Regions from separate parts of the Astyanax mexicanus genome. Here region 2 is linked to region 1. Evidence: chromatin contacts called from public Hi-C data. All regions are on one chromosome and are shown on one strand. Each heading gives the region's core, a stretch centred on a gene start, on an enhancer-like site or on the middle of the called end of the contact. The rest is flanking DNA. Distances are from core to core; before and after follow the strand shown.

Region 1 (4,720 bases), core at 1,775-4,274:
AGTAAAAAAACATTGAGCACTTTATGGAATATGTGACAACTCAGGATGACGCTACTGTCTACTTCTAGTGGTTAAATTTGTGTGTGTGTGTGTTTATGCAGGACGTAGGCATGTTCAAGTGCGACTGGTGGAGCCGACAGCCTCCTCTCTGAACAGTGGAGACTGCTTTCTGCTGATCACCCCTAAACACTGCTTCCTCTGGTGTGGAGAATTTGCCAACGTTATTGAGAAAGCCAAGGTATTTTCACACAGCCTGAATAACCACAGTCGTGTTATCCATGATGCTATTTAAGCTTGGTTTTATATAGCAGGTTTTATTGTAAAGAAATTCAAATATTCATCAGGAATATTTAGATTGAAATGGTTAAGTTTTACAGAGGTAATGTAGATTCTGAATAACCATTTGTACTGTAACTATCGAAGCAAGTATGTGTTTTTAAAGGAATATTTTAGAAATGCATGCTAAAAATTAGACACCAGTTCATTGGAATAATGCTGTTTTAATGACTATTTGTTGGCAACATTAGAAATGTAGGTCTACTACCTTTAATATTGTTAGTTTCCTTTACACTAAAACAGTTGTAACACCTTAAAATAAAGTAAAATAAAACAGATATGTTCATCTTTTATCAACTATACACTGACATGCCAGAGGACATGCAGTGTGATAGCAGTAATATGTAAATTGATAATAATGTGTTGACTCAGTGGACGGCTTGGGAATGCCCAAGTGCCCACAACTGTATATGTTGTGAAGTGTTTTCTTGTGGACACTGACCAGTCAAGGTAGCTTGAATTACTAATGATGGTAATGATCGTGACTGGCTGCATTTAGCTAGAACTGTCCTTGTGTGCTTACAAGCAACTCTTGCAGAAGTAATTTACACAGTTAATGCAGGAGACCCCAAACACACATCCTGCAGGTCAGTTCTGTGGGATACTGTAAAAGTCAGGGGACTCGATACTAGCTCCTGCTACAAGACATTTGGCCTGTCACAACAACACAGAACTAACACATTTCAGCCTCCCACATTATATCTTTGGAAATATTTTGTGTAAAAAAAAAAAAACATTCCTGTCATAGTTGTATCAGCCTGCTTGTAGAATTTACAACCCAATTATCCCTTTAAAGCAGTTTAAAGTGAAGAGTGATGCTTTCAGCCTCAAATGTTCCTTTATTGTTCTGTAAGGTTCACTGCTTTTACAACTGGGTCAGTGCCACACATCAGAAACCACTAAAGTGTTTAAGATTAGCGCTCATCTGAAAATGTGTGCGCGCGCGTGTGCATGTGTGTGTGTCTCAGGGCTCCGAGATGGCACAGTATGTTCAGGCCAAGAGAGATCTTGGCTGTAAGGCCCCACAGGTCACCGTGCTGGAGGAGGGCATCAACACAGACAACCGCTTCGCCAAGGAGTTCTGGAATCTTCTCGGGGGACAAACTGAATACAGAGGTGTGGGAATAAACACACACAAATACAGCATGTGCAATATGCACATGGAGCACAGATGTTGAACTATTAACAGACATTACACATGGTTAGTAAACCTTCTGTTGATGTCGCTTGACAGACCCTGACTGTGGGGGACGGTGACACTTTGTAGCTTTTTTACACCCGACGACTTACAGAATGCCACTGAATGGGGCAGTTTACATTTTTCACCACAGTCTGACTGTGTGTGACGTACTGTTTTGTGTGAAGAAGATAAAAAATATTTGCATACCTTAAAATAGCCATACCAGCTGTCTTGATTTTTAATAGATAATATTATACTAGCAGTATATCAGTGTTACTTAACTGTTAGGGTTTCAGTTAATATATTTAATATAACATTTAAAATGCATTATATTGCAGTTTTTTAAAATATTGCAGGCTTATACTTAAGGCCTTTTATTCTTTTGATAGTATGGATGGAATGATGATATATGTAAGGTAATAGTGTAAAAGGGTGAATTTACTAGGGAAAAAAAAAAAAAAACTAGAGCCTGGTATTGAACCCACAACCATGTTATCAATATTCCATTGTGATAAACCATTACTAACACGACCCCTGTGCTTAAATCCTGATTATAGAGGTCTGTTATAACGTGTGTGTTTAAATGTGTTGTGCAGCTGCTGGGGAACCAGAAGAAGACGAGCTGTATGAAAGTGCCATAGTGGAGTCTAATGGTGTTTACAGGCTGGTGGAGGATAAGCTTGTGCCTTATGAGGAGGTGTGGGCCTCCATTCCCAGTGTGACCATGCTCAACTCCAAAGAGGTTAGATTTTACTATCTATATGCTGCTTTCAGCTGTTCAATGTGTCTGCATATACAGCTCTGGGGGAAAAAACAAGAGAACCACTTCAAAATGTTTCATTTTAACAAATTGAAAACGTCTGGAATATAATCAAGAGGAAAATGGTTGATCACAAGCCACCAAGCTGAACTGCATTAATTTTTGTATCAGAAGTGCAAAAAAACTGTTTATCCAAAAACAGTGTACATGACTGGTGGAGGTGAAAAAGCCAAGATGCATGAAAACTGAAATGGTCTCTTATTTTCTTTCAGAGCTGTAGATGCAGGTTGGTGTGTTTAACCCTATAGTTATTACTGTATCAATAAAGTGCACTCATACCTGTCACTGTATGTGATCTACATTTCATCATACATTTCTAAAGAAAAACTTATCTTCATTTTTGTTAATTTTTAGTTAACTACATTAATAATTAACAGAATTTGTCCTAAACATTGTCAAAATTTCACCATGAATGGACCAAAGGAAATGCTCTGAAATTACTAAAATCTTTTTACATTGACTTCTATTAAAAGTTAAGATGGTCTTTTCTTTCTCCTATAACTTTTTTTGTCAAGAAGTTTTCTTTGGACTGTGACAATATGAAATGTCATTTATTTTACACTGAGCTTTTTTTATATTTTTCCATTGATAAACATGTCTCTTTGTGCTTGTGTCAGGCGCTGGTGTTGGATTTTGGCAGCGAGGTGTACGTGTGGACGGGGAAGGATGTGGCGCTGAGTGACAGGAAGGTGGTCATGCAGCTGGGCAAACTGCTCTGGAGTGGAGCCTACGATTACACCACCTGCAGGGTCAACCCCCTCGACCCCTTCTCATCCAATAAGGACATCCCTATGTGAGTCATTTTTCTACTGGGTTTACTGTTGTAGCCTTCTTTACTGCATTATGTCCACACAATGGCCTTATTAAAACTGAGGATGAAAACCTTTTTTTCTACTGAAACATATGGACAGTTGCTCTTACTTTAAATAATATTGAGAGATGGAGGAAATAAAAGGTCAAAGCAAACTATAAGTATGAGGTTTAAACATGACCAACTTCTCCAAAATACGCTTTAATCACAATCTAATTATCTGCATGTGATGTGCTGCTCCTTATTCTCATTTTACCCATTTTATTAGTAGAAATATATGTAGAGGTGTCTTAACATTTTCCTCTAAAGAAAACTACATTCTTTTAATTACACTATACAGGCCTTTTTAAAGATCTTTCTTCAGTTTCTATTACTTTCATTACAATATTGCCAAAGCAGTGTGTACATTTAGAGATTTAAATGAAAATGAACCGTTTAATTGGTATCCCCATCATTGGATTAATACTGCCCCCACCTGGTAACTTGAGGTACAGTCATGTTCTCTTTCTGACTTTTCTGTGCTTTTCTCTTGTCTGTCTGTGCATGTGAGCAGGCAGGGTGAGGGCAGACCAGGCTGGGCTCTGTTTGGCAGGCTGTCGGAACACAATGAAACAGCTCTGTTTAGAGAGAAGTTCCTGGACTGGGCTGAACGCAAGCCACTGAAGGAAGAGCAAGTAAACGAGGAGATGAAGGTAAGAGTTGATTTCAAAATAGTAATAATAATTTAATTGCAATGGAGACCTAGGCACAATCAACATTATTGAGGTCAGAGTATGTTGCTTCCACCACCATGCTTAAAAACTGGTGTAGTGTTCTTGGGTTTAATGTATTATCTTTACTCCTCCAGACATCAGTCTTATCTGAACATTGATTTTCCTACACAAGACCTTTTATATTTCCAGTTGGTCATCTGCAAACTTTTCACAAGTTTGGTGCCGATTTTGGCATTTATACTTTATATGATGACTGGACCAATAGAAATGCTCCATAATTACTTTTGTTTAAAATATATTTAGACTGACTACCATTATTAATGACAATAAAAAGACACTGTTTATTAATTTTAACCTGTTCGGCAAAGCAAGCCCTATAGTCCAAGTCTTGAACCCAGGAACTTCAATCAGTTTCAACCTTTCTCCAGCTGATTGTAGTCTACAGTAGATTTTAGCAGTATATAATTGTGTTAAATAGGAAAAAAAAAAACTTTAACTTTTTGTCGCTTCATGCACAGAGTCCAGTGCATCAGCCCTGCTCCCCTACCCATGACTCTGAGCTGAAGCCATGTGATGTGAGAGCCCTGCTGGATGGAGGAGAAACCCCCCTGAAGATGAACTTGGGGGGCGTGGATGTGCAGAGAGGTTACGGATTGGTTCGTTCTGAAGATGGACGGCAGGCTGAGTTAGCCACGGTGGCGGTGGATGCCTGGCACATCCGAGAGTTTGACGACTTTGAGATTCCGAGAGAGAGTGTGGGTCAGCTGCACGAGGGCGACACCTACGTCATCCGCTGGAAGTACTCAATCACTAGTGTCGGTGAGTGAAGCATGATGGGTAGTGTAGTTCAATGGATTAAT
Region 2 (4,612 bases), core at 1,813-4,312, 78 kb before region 1:
TTTCACAGTTTAGACAACAGGATCATGGTTCAGTTGATCCGGGGCACTGTTCACACCTGCTCTTATGGTTAAGGCTAAACTAAAATGTTTGAATTTGAAAGGTTTGAAAGCAGGCACTTAGGCTGGAAATCTTCTTTACGAAATCACAAATAGAGTGTTATTATTATTAACTATGATGTGGTTTAAGACACTGTATGACATTATGTTATTTATTAAACTGGTCAGAAAGGGTCAATGTAACATTTATCATTTTATTTTCTGACTGCTCAAGACTGCTTAAGCTAAGTTTGAAAATAGGTAATTGGGTGTTAAACTATTTATAACTATTAATATTTAATATTTTCTATTTGATATAGTAAAGAAAAAAGGAAAACTGTCAACTTTCATTCCTTTTAATTTACATAATACTTACCATCAACTTTCAGAGAGGATTTGATGTGTTCACTGCTCTGGATGTGCTGGGGAATAAGGGCTTTCTGGAACCTCTGAGGTTCACTGAGGGAGATGTCTGTATGAACTACTACCTCTACAACTGGAAGTGCCCCAGAATAAACCCAGACAAGGTGACCACACTGTTACAAATATTAGCGTGATTGATTCTTGATTTTGTTTGCATTTGCTTATATTTGTATAAAAACAGAGACTTAACTAGTAGTAATGGATCAAGCAAAAATGTAAACACTGCTTCCCCTGTTACAGGTCGGCATGGTGCTCAAGTAAGGGAGACGTTGTGAGTCCTCAGAAGAGAGGTTGCCACTGAATGTGAAGGACTGGAACACTGTGCTGTTAAAACCTTATTCTAGGCACCTCTGTACATGCATAGAATTGGATATCTTATTTTACTCCCAGGTTAAATGTAATGGTGTTGATGATGTTAACAGGAGTCTCAGTAGTGATGGCTGGAATGGAAACATGACATACATATTTAGAGCTAATTTTCTTATCCTTCAAAACCATGTTAATTTTGAATAAATGATTTAGGACATGTTGTCTGTACTTTTTCTTTAATGTAAGGCAAATAAATTAATGTAAGTATAACAAGGACTGTCCATAATTGCAGATGTCAAGCCATATGTTTCTTAGTCACCTATTGATATAATTAAATAATTCACATTCACATTCTGTGGATCTGTTCAGTTCAGGTTAGTCCAAATATCATCTCATCAAACTTTTTTGGTTCACTCTACATTCATAATTGTAAGATACTGGTTTATGTTTTGACTGCAGCTGGAAATGACATTAAAGCTACTATACATGTCTGTAAATATGTTTTCATCAAATCAAGCATATTAAGCATTATGCTACCATCTGTTGATGTAAAATGTTTAATACTACTGTCTGATGAAGGTCTCCCTGAAGTGTATGGAAAACTAGTTAAGGTTAGTTAGTGGTAATAGTGGTGACATAAACAGAATGTGGACTGTCTGAGTTACCTAGGCTTGGGCTGGTAATCTGATTGTGTGTGCACACCCAACACGGAAAGTGGATGATACCATTTGTCATTCTTAATTTTCTGTTTAATAATCTACTTTCTTAGATTTAAGATGTGTAGCTTAGCAGAGACCAAATACCGTTTTAAAAAACAACATTTTAAGACTTTCAGAGACAATGAAGCTAACATTTTAAAAAACAACATTTTTAGCCTATCAGAGACGAAATACCGTTTTAAAAAACAAACACATCTTTCTTTTGCTTGTAGGAGTGCTGGAACTCGTTTTAGGGGTGTTTGAGCCTCCTAAAAGGCTAGCGACACCTTTGATTATCGGTTATGCTGTGTTTACACGACATGCTACCATAGCTTATACATGCACTACCCCTGAAACAACAGCAGATGGTAGCCTAATGCCAGCTCATTGGCACAGTTTGTGGAAGTTTGGGAAAACTACTACTACTCCCACTTTCTCCAAACTCCTACAGTTTCTCTTAACATTTAGGTAGTTCAGTATGGAACTAAAAAAAATAACCCAAAGAAAACAAATAAATAAAGTATATAAGGGTAGTTCATATAGGTAGGGCATATATTAATGAGCTATTTTTCCTAATGCTAACTTTCTAGCTTATCTTTTGCCTAAAGCTTTTTGCCTTTTCCCTAAAACTTACAGACATTACTATGTTAAAGTAATTTCGCCCTCAGTCTGCTACAGTCACAGTTCAGTGGACGTGGCTGTCGCGAGCCCGTCCTTCTCTAAAGGCGGTCACTCAGTTCACAATGTTCAAACTGCACGCGGGCTGAGCGAGCGAGGGGCGGGGCCTCAACTCTCCAACTGACCTGGCGGCTTCGATTCGTTGTGTCATGAATCAGTTCGTTTTGGCGAACTGATTCATTCGAAATATCAAAGTCAATGAATCGAAAAACTTTATATATCATTGCTGTCCAATGAATAACAAGTATACACACTTGACGATTTTTATTTTTCTACATAATTTGAACACACATGCTGACCCTAACACTTAAAATTACCTGATGAATAGACCTAATAGAACTAGTATTCTTTCAATTATTTTCCTATATTTTCCTTCCTTCCAGAAGTAAGGATTTCTATTTATACACGGCCCCTAAAATAGCAGGGAAGAATATATATATATATATATATAGAAGGAGGTCTCCTCCTAAAACTATTTCTTCTAATTTTTCCAACATATTTCTTTATGGGCTTTGTAAAATGCACATATCAGATCTAGAGTTATATAACATTAAAAACAGATATTTTAATTTAATTTTTAATTGTTTGACATTTTTTGTTAATATTAAAAAAATGTTTAATTTCGCAAAACGTGTTTCTGCATATTTGTACAATGTAAAAAAAAGAAGAAAGAAAACACATTGGATGAGAAGAGGTCAGTCCACATTGTAGACTGGTCCTGTAACGTTATATTTTGTATATAATTTTGTAATTAATTTTATTATTGTTATTTTAAGAAGAGTGCTGTTGTAGTTTAGAAGCACTGGACGTGTAAACCTGGGGTCTCTTTAGGACTTGTGAATCGACTCGTCGTGTTCAATCAAAATGAACCGACTCAAAAGAATCGGTACGCTGTAGAGTTCGTTGTACTTCACTCCGCTTGCAGTGGCCAGAGTCTCACACTCAGGCGTGTTTACGTGTGTGTGTGAGTCTGACGGAAGTTTGTGGCTTTTATTCAGTCTTCTCTGGAACGGCTCGTCAGTCTCGGGTTTGATTCAGTCGCTCGTTTGTCTCCCGGGTAGATGAGTCGCCTCTCCGCGGATCTTCTGAATCCAAAAACAAAGAGTTTTGCCATCTTTCCACGTGCCTCTTAGTTCTAATGTAGCTTTATTTACAGCAGAGAGAGGGAGAAAGTTTAGTGTTTGGAGTTTTAGTAGAGCAAACAAACAAACAAACAACCGTGCTGCAGTCTCCTGGATAAAGAGGGGAAATCGGTTCGCCTTCACTTCCATGGAGTTCACCAGCAACTGTGCGCCAGATTTGAATACAGCCTGAACAGGTAAGTTACGTCTGTCCCACCCCACCCTACCAACCCCACCTCACCAACAAGACTAGCTGTAGGTTACTGTTGAACTGCAGTACTTCCTACAGTACAGTATTCAGCAGTGCACCCCAGACCCACTGTCTGTGTTCTCTCTCTAAACATCTTTCAGTAATGTGTAAAGACTGTGTGAAGTGGTTGACCACTAAGGCTTGTGATCTTCTGATGTAAACACATGTGAGATGGGACTCAGGTGCTGTAGCTTATGTCTGGTCATGTTGTTTTTTTTGCATGTGAGAGAGAGTATGTGTGTGTGTGTGCTGAAGTTTGTATGACTGTATTCATATTATAAACCGCAGCTTCTTTCTCAGTGAGGTCATGCGGAATGAAGATCCTCATTTTCATCACACACACATTCAAACAAGAATAACTAATTGGTGGTAACAGACTGTCACTCAGGTGCTGCTGGCAAGGGTACATCTTTACTGTAATTGAGTTTATAGTGGTTCATAACTTTACTCTGCTTTTTTTTTTTACCCTTTACTTTTTTATGGTATATTGCCTTCATACACTTCATAAAATTGTTCTTCAATCTCGACTGTCTGCCTGCAGCTAAGAAAAGAAAAGCTTTAGAAAAACGAGTCAATCAGAAAAAGCACAAGGGTCTACGTCAGCCCGTGAATTAGTATTAGTATTGAACCCAGGCTGAAGCATAGCTGACACTGTCTCGTCAGCTAAAGAGCTTATAGCTCTGTTTGTACCAGCTAGCTACTGTTAGCTATTTTGTATAAGTAACTATAGATTTTCATGGGATCTCCTGTGGATTCCACATTTTACAGAGGCATTAAATATACACTAGGTAGCACTAGTTTTGACAAGGTAGCACAGAACAGAACAGAACACCGGTGCTTTGACGTGGTGAAATTACCCAAGCACCAAATCACTAAGTCTGAGACAAGAGTATAGTAGCATTAGTTTAGCTTAAAGAAGCGTTATCAATGCCGCGAAGGAGCAGCGTCGCTCAGCAGCGCAACTCTTACCTCTTGGTAATTCTGAGTATCTGAAGTCAAGTAAAGTTCAAGGGTTAAATTTACCTAGCACTCAGTGCTATATCTTTATAACTAAGGCAGTATCTCTGAAAGAAAATTGGCTCTTTTTTAGAGCTAAA

The links. A called contact is a pair of places that touch in the nucleus more often than the background predicts.
Region 2: a contact with region 1 is called in a Hi-C map of muscle, with 13 times the contacts expected there. The contact joins the promoter of svild here to the enhancer-like site in region 1. A contact is called at or near these places in 2 of 3 Hi-C or Micro-C datasets (both in muscle).

The regions. Positions count from the first base shown.
Region 1 is chr15:26,265,810-26,270,529 of AstMex3_surface, reverse strand. svild (supervillin d) reads left to right here. Exons shown (of 28, transcript XM_022668856.2): 15 at 102-238; 16 at 1,305-1,452; 17 at 2,113-2,258; 18 at 2,954-3,129; 19 at 3,701-3,839; 20 at 4,379-4,679. Among protein-coding and RNA genes, the nearest start is that of LOC103046496, 71 kb to the right of the region's middle. Within about 2 kb of position 3,024, the one cell type or tissue checked has an H3K27ac peak away from gene starts, as active enhancers do.
Region 2 is chr15:26,344,247-26,348,858 of AstMex3_surface, reverse strand. It overlaps svild (supervillin d), which reads left to right and starts at 3,062. Exons shown (of 28, transcript XM_022668856.2): 1 at 3,062-3,462. It overlaps nmt1b (N-myristoyltransferase 1b), which reads left to right. Exons shown (of 12, transcript XM_007234067.4): 11 at 426-563; 12 at 700-1,041. The coding sequence ends at 720.